Linked DNA regions of Sus scrofa: region 2 is linked to region 1. Evidence: chromatin contacts called from public Hi-C data. All regions are on one chromosome and are shown on one strand. Each heading gives the region's core, a stretch centred on a gene start, on an enhancer-like site or on the middle of the called end of the contact. The rest is flanking DNA. Distances are from core to core; before and after follow the strand shown.

Evidence for each region. Hi-C and Micro-C count contacts between places; a contact is called where the count stands out from the background.
Region 2: a contact with region 1 is called in a Hi-C map of liver, with 3 times the contacts expected there. The contact joins the enhancer-like site here to the promoter of TRMO in region 1. A contact is called at or near these places in 1 of 5 promoter capture datasets (liver), 15 of 47 Hi-C or Micro-C datasets (alveolar macrophages, embryonic fibroblasts, fetal skeletal muscle and 7 more) and 2 of 2 datasets of contacts at active chromatin or transcription factors (alveolar macrophages and skeletal muscle).

What each region holds. Positions count from the first base shown.
Region 1 is chr1:239,784,817-239,788,473 of Sscrofa11.1, reverse strand. It overlaps TRMO (tRNA methyltransferase O), which reads left to right and starts at 1,542. Exons shown (of 6, transcript NM_001243624.1): 1 at 1,542-1,649. The coding sequence starts at 1,574.
Region 2 is chr1:239,858,329-239,861,985 of Sscrofa11.1, reverse strand. The region is part of intron 3 of ANP32B (acidic leucine-rich nuclear phosphoprotein 32 family member B); the gene reads right to left. Among named protein-coding and RNA genes, the nearest start is that of ANP32B, 18 kb to the right of the region's middle. Within about 2 kb of position 1,790, at least 8 of the 83 cell types and tissues checked have an H3K27ac peak or open chromatin away from gene starts, as enhancers often do. A contact at or near this core is called in liver, where this site is marked.

The sequences.
Region 1 (3,657 bases), core at 293-2,792:
ACTTGTCACACTTGGTAATGTATTTTTGGTGTGATTATCACGATATATGATTTCTAAGGCCAGGAGCGCATATACCCCTCATTTCTGCAACAGCCTGGCCACAAATTAACCGACTATCACTTTTAGCAACACCCCCATCTAGTGGCCAACTGCTGCTGTTACGGCCCCAGTTTTACAGCGGGTATATAGCTCAGCCCTTCTGCAACTTGTTCTTGTTTCTTCAGCTGCCCCAGAACTCTTTCCTCCTGAAAACAATAGCATTCTTGTCTAATTTTTTCTTTTTCTGGCTGCGCTGGTGGCATGAAGAAGTTGCTGGGCCAGGGATCCAACTCCCGCCACAAGAGCGACTCAGACCGCTGCAGTGACAATGCCAGATCCTTAACCTGCTTTGCCACAAGAGAACTTTTTAAAATTTTCACGTGGAAAAGACCTATCAGAAGATATGTAGGTGTACGAATTTTCTCAATTTTTAGTTTTTGTTTTAAACCCCACGATCTTTAAATCTTTGGCTCCTTCCAATGTTCCTTTTCTGCTAGTGATCTATTTAGTCCACGACAAATGAACCAGTTGAGGAACAGCTTTTCATGGTTATAAAGCTTCCACATCTATGCAGTTTTATTTGAATAATTTATTTTGCAGGCACATGCTCCACCCTCCGCACCCCAACCCTCATGCAACAACAGGATAAAAAGCTCAGAAGCAGAATTATGTATACAGAGAAACTTGATAAAATATACAGGTGAGAGAAGACGTTACAAGTCAATGGGTAAAAGGGCAGGCTAGCGGTGCAAGGATAACTGGCCATCCAATGGAATGAAAACTGATTCTTGCTGGCCCTCAGTTTTTTAGAGCTCTCCAGAAACGATGGCACAATCTCCTCAATGTATATGGCATGTTGATTCAAATTTCATTCTCGCTTCAGTTCCCATGAAGTATGACGCACAGGAAACAAGTCTCCACCTCTCAACCCCTACCTAATCTGGTGTGGGTCTACCCATCCATTAGATTTGAAATAAGATTTACCTGGGGCTCCTTTCTGACAAAACATCCTTCTTATTACGGAAAAATGGGAGCATACAGATAAGTATAAATGACCATTTGTGTATTCCCACCATCCAAGTATTAACATTTTCTAACATCCGATCATCTTGCTATGTGATATACTACCCATACATATCCTTTGTCTTTAAAAATTATCGTCATGCGTTAGATACGCAGGTTGCTTATTTCGAGAGAGATATCTTTATGCATAAATCTTCAATGACGAGTCCCCCTTGAAACGGGCAGTAACTTCGGAGTCGCTAGCTGCCCTGAGAGGGCGGGAAACTGCTGTGGATCCAGGCGGGACCGCATAGACGCGGGTTCAGGAACGGAACGAGACCTCAGGTACACAACCTCAACCTCAGTTCTGCTTCCGCCGCCGCCCGCTGCGCGCGCGGCGCGCACCCCACACCCCTAGCGCGTGCTGGATCTTAGCGCCACCAGCCCGAGCGGCTGTTGCGCAGGCGCCAGGCGCGGAGACCGGAAGCGGAAGGCTTAACGCGTTGGGTGGGCACCTGTGCAACCAGTAGTTATGCGCGGCTTGGAGGACCCTGGGCCTCGCCCTAAAGCTACCCCGTGCGGGTGCGTGAAGCCAACTCTGGAGACAGGTAACTTTTAAGAGGCTGGCGGTTCCTCTCTCAGAACAACCATAAGTGCAGGCAGCCGACTTAACTGTAGAGAGGACAAGGAAAGCGAGACCGTGAACGGACTGGGTCCTTTTCCTGTTTATTGCGAAGGCACGGGTCACGTGCTTAGACGACCACGTGATGTATCGGAGGTGGAGCAGGATGACGTCATCTCTCCTGCCCTGTTCGTGGTGGCTGAGGTCGGCTGACCTTGGCAGAACAGCCACCTGCAGTGTAGTGGCCTGTCCTTTGGAGAGTTCTCACTCATAAAGGAGAGATAGGATGTTTACATCAGGTGCTGTGCCGACTAGGAGTTAATGCCACCAGAGAGAAGCATCCGGTGCTGTAGGAAATAGTTTTAAGCTGAACCTGGAAAGATGGTCATGGGCTTGTTTCTCTGTATTTTCACTCTTACTTATGCAGGAGACTGTCTTAACTTTGGAAATTAGAGGAAGCAAATGGAAAAAAGGTTAAAGTAGTTGGCCATCAAGCAGAGAAAACCTCTGTTAATATCTTGGTTTATACCTTCCATAATTTTTTCAGTGCATATATCCTAGAAATATGTGTTGATATGTAATCCCACTGTTTTATAACCTCAAAACCTTAAGGTTTGTAAAAACTTTCCATGGCAATTAATGTTAATTTTAAGAGGTTGCACACTGTTTTGTTTTATAGGTGTGCTCTTATTTACCCAGTTCCTTTTGTTGGGTGTTTAGGTTATTACTGGTTTTATTTCACTTAGAAAAGTGAAAGTTCTTGAGACTGTTGCCAAAAACTGGGTCTCTGTCCAACTGCTACCAAATGGAACCCCAGAGACAGTTTTGGGTGAAGGAGAAAAAAAAATATAGCTTTTATTGCTTTGCCAGGCAAAGGAGACCACAGCAGGCTAATGTCTTAAAGACTCTCCTCCTTTGGGGAAGAATTGCAGGGAGTTTTATAATCTAAAAGGAGAAGAACAGGGTTTCAGGTAAGAGTCAAGATTGGGGCAAACGTGTTTTTCTTTCAGGAAATTTTAGTCATCAAAGCTGGTGTCAGGAGAGCTCATCATGATCCTGGTGGTCTTCTGATTTATGGAATCTTGCCTTTTCCTCGAATAACAGTACTTACCAAAAGGACAGATTGGTCACAGATTAGGACAAACTAGGAAAATTGCTGAAAAACATCTTGTGCTTCTAATCTTTAACCCACAGGCAATTGTGTTCACAGTGCCTGATCTTTAGCTTACAGGTGTTTGTGTTTAGGGTACAGTCAAACAAGGGAAAAGTGCAAAGAAGGGCTCCAAACTGTTCAATTTTAAAGTATTCATTTAGAAAAGAAGCATGAAAAATAGAACTTTTTGGAGTTCTTGTTGTGGCTTAGCAGTAATGAACCCAACTAGCATCCATGAGGACATGGGTTTGATTCCCTGCTCAGTGGGTTAAGGATCTGGTGTTGCCATGAGCTGTGATGAAGGTCACAGACAAGGTTTGGATCTGGTGTTGCTGTGGCTCTGGCTCAGGCCAGCAGCTGCAGCTCAGATTCAACCCCTAGCCTGGAACGTCTATGTACTGTAGGTGCAGACCTAAACAAAACAAAACAAAACAAAAAGTGTGTGTGTATGTATATATATTTTAGGTATATAAGATTCTTGGCTCATCATGTGTATCCCTTGAAGAGGAACCTGGATCCTGCCCCAAGGCTGTACTATTGTTACTTGACTGTTCTCTTTTCTTCTTCTTCTTCCTTTTTTTTTTTTTTTTTTTTTTTTGTCTTTTTGTCTTTTTAGAGCCGCACCTGCGGCATATGGAGGTTCCCAGGCAAGGGGTCAAACTGGAGTTGTAACTGCTGCCCTAGACAGCCATAACAACGCAAGATCTGAGCCTTGTCTGTGACCTACACCATAGCCCATGGCAAGGCCGAATCCCTGACCCACAGAGCAAGGTCAGGGATCATCCCACATCCTCATGGATACTAGTTGGACTCGTTTCTGCTGTGGCACAATGGAAACTCA
Region 2 (3,657 bases), core at 541-3,040, 73 kb before region 1:
GAGTAGTCTTAAGAAATATGCCTTTGAAACATTAAAACTAGATCTTTTTAAAGTGTGAGACAAATCAAACAGAGTTTAATATATCTGGTTAAATTTATTTAGTTATAAATAACTAGTTTTAATGTATGAGTAATCAAATGACCAGTAAGAACCCGCTTGATTATCAAGCAGTCAGTGCTCTAAGGTGGTAGTATAGGAGGGGGAAAATTAAATCAAATGAGTTAATTCAATCGATATCTTGAAATTCTTGAGATTTCTACTTGGAGACATAAATGTAAATACTCCAAAGGAGTCTAGTAAAGCACAAAGTGTGGGGATGCAGCTATTTTTCAGAAAGGCAGGAGTCAATGTAGGCTGGGGGAAAAAGAAAGGGGACTCAGAGTTGAAACTCAGCAAGTAGAGAAACTTTACACTCTTCTTTCTTGATTTTTGGGGAAAAGACTGAACATTACACTCTTCTTTCTTGATTTTTGGGGAAAAGTTCTATTATCAGAACTTTAAAAATTTTTCTGATTTTACCATACCTTCAAGTTTTGTTGCAACACCTCATTTGTTTAGAACTTCAGTTTCATCTAACTAAACCAGTTAAGATCTAGAAACTTGGCCCCCCAAGTTTTCTGAGCAGGTGAAGTGGACAGGAAAACATCTGACTCAGGTCTTCATTATTATATCAGTGTATCAGTATTTCAATGCCAGGTCTGTTAAGTTTTGACTAAGGGTAAATTACAAGATTGGGAGGACATAGGTAGTACTATAGGTAAGTAAGGAGATAGTAACAAAATGCCAAGAGACCCTCACAGAGAGCAAAAAAGGGGGCACACCTGTAAAAAGAAAACTCAAAATGTGAAATACTACGTAGTCTGATGCCTTTTAAAACGGGGGCCTGTGGGGAGTTCCCATTGTGGCCCAGCGAGTTAGGAACCCTGCTAGTATCCATGAGGATGCGATGCTGGTTCGATCCCTGGCCTCACTCAGTGGGGTTAAGGATCCAGCATTGCCATGACCTGAGGTGTAGGTCACAGACACAGCTCAGATCCCCAAACTGCTGTGGCAGAGACCAGCAGCTGCAGCTACAATCTATTCCTAGCCTGGGAACTTCCATATGTTATAGGTGTGGCCCTAAAAAGCAAAAGAGGGGGGCCTGGGGGCATATGGATATATGGCTTCCTACGTTTAACCTTTATTTATTTTTTCTTTTTAAAGCTGCTCCTGTAGCATATGGAAGTTCCCGGGTGAGGAGCTGAATAGGAGCAGCAGCTGTGGTCTACACCACAGCAACAGCAACACTGAATTTGAGCTGCATCTGTGACTACACCACAGCCTGCAGCACTGCTGAATCCTTAATCCACTGAATGAGCCCAGGGATCAAACTGACATCCTCACAGACACTGTGCTGGGTTCCAAACCTGCTGAACCACAACAGGAACTCCCACAAATTTAGCATTTAAAGGTTTTGAATCAAAAGATTTACCATTCTCTAAAAAAATATTAAGAGGATCTCTTCATGAAGTAAGTTGCAGAAAATAAATGTTGATGTTTAAGGATTTTGATACTTCATTGGAAATCTATTTCAATATTCACAAGGGCCTGGGAAGAGATATAGATGAAACAAAACCTTGTCTTCAGGATCTACGGTGTCTGTATAATTCTTGGGAGTTACAAAATGATGTCAAAATCTCTGCTTTAAAGCAGGGCTTGGCAAACTGTGCTGGCCCATCCTGCCCGCCTCTCGTGTTTGTAAACTAACTTTCACTGGAACACAGCCACACTCACTTGTTTAGGAACTTTGTGTGGCTTCTCTTGAGCTATAAGGGCAAAGTGGAGTGGCTGTAACAAAGACTAAGGCCTACAAAACCTAGGTGGTCTACTATCTGGTCCTTGAGAGCAAAGGGTTGCTGACTCCTGCACTCACAAACCTTCATTTTCTTCATCAAAGAGGTGCCCACATTGATTTTATTCTCACTGAACAGCCCTTGGGAGCACAGACCCAGAACAGAGTTAAGAGCAACAGGCAAATGTACTCCTCAAAACAGCCACGTACACTGATCCAAGAGGTCGCTGATCCAATAATGTGCTTATGTAAATCAGTCCCCTGAGGTCTTTCTTTAAGATAGTTGTCCCCAGCCCTAGGGCTCACAGGGAGAAACGCTTTTATGACATGCAGCTTTCAGATTAGGTTCCTACTAGACAGTCCCTGAACTCCGGAAGCCCAGGAATGCGTTCTTGCCAAAGAGGGGGAAAAAATGTTGAAATAGCACCCCAGACAACTGGGGAACTCTTTTCACAAAAGGGTTGACTCTGTAACAGCTAATATAGAACCACAAGTAAATTTAGGCAGCTTTCCCCACAGAGGCTCAGTATAAATTCTTCACTTAAAGGAAGCAGCCATTTACTGTTCAATATTATTCCCTAGGAATGGATGTACAAAAAAATGCATACAACCCCTGATCTTAATGCTCAACAGTGCCCCAAGCACATTTTCTAACTCTATTGACTAGCCTAACACAGGGCCTCCTGTTTCTGAAACTCTGAATCCGTGACATTTTTGGCCACTTCTTTAGAAAGGACCCATATGAATAATTCAGACATGCCAAACAATATGCTAGAAAACAAAGTGAAACCAAATAAACATCAACAAAACTCCTAATAATGGTAGAACTCTAAAATTGTTTAGAGCAGTAAAACTGTGCTTTAAAGGTCCAAAATACACTACACACAGATATTCAGGATCCCAATGTAATGTGTAAATACGGCTTTAAAAAAAAAGAAAGAAAAAAAATTCACAACTCTACCATCTCAGAAATTTGGCCTAAAACTAATAGGCTATCCATAATAAACATTAAACATTTTATTAACAATAATTTTGCTTGCCTTCTTAGAATTTAGAAGGGCTTTGGGGGATGGTTTGGATGGCCCAGGTCTCTTAAAAAAGGTGTCCAAGGAAGTTTGAATTGATGCCTTCTTTGTCTCTCGATTAATGTCCCTGTAGTAAGCAGAGGCATTCACAATCATTGCATTGACTGTAAGAACTGGGCTCAAAGTAGACGGTGTTCAAAATGTATGTGGTTGATGAGGATGAGGATGGTGTTTTTCACAACTGAAGAATACTTTCAGAAGTCAAAATGGACCCAACATTTCCCCCGCCCCCACACTTTCTCCTACAGTTTTATTTATCCTTAAGTTGTAACTTCAGGAGACCCACCTAGTACATCCAGGAATCTGAACAGCAAGTTCAGAAGAATGGCAGGCACTCAGGCTTTCCCAGATAGCCCTGGGTGTGTGGCACTGTGGCTCTGTCACTGGCCTGCCAGGTGTGTGACTCTGGACAAGGGATTCAACCTCTCCTAAGCCTCAGCTTCCTCATGTGTAAAACGTGGGCCATGCTATGTCTCTCCACTCTGGAGAAATGTTGAGGATTATGAACAACACACATAAAGCATCCACTTTGGTGTATCGTACAAAGCAGATCCTCTGCAAATGGTAAATATTTAAATGATTATTTCTCATATTTCACTGTCCAAGGGGATTCAGACTTTCATATCCACCAAAGGGCCCTAACCACATCACCGCCCAGGTCAGAAACACCCATGCAAACAACTCCCACACAACATTTGCTTCTGCTCTGCCTCTGAATGTTAGGACATTGACAAAAGCCTC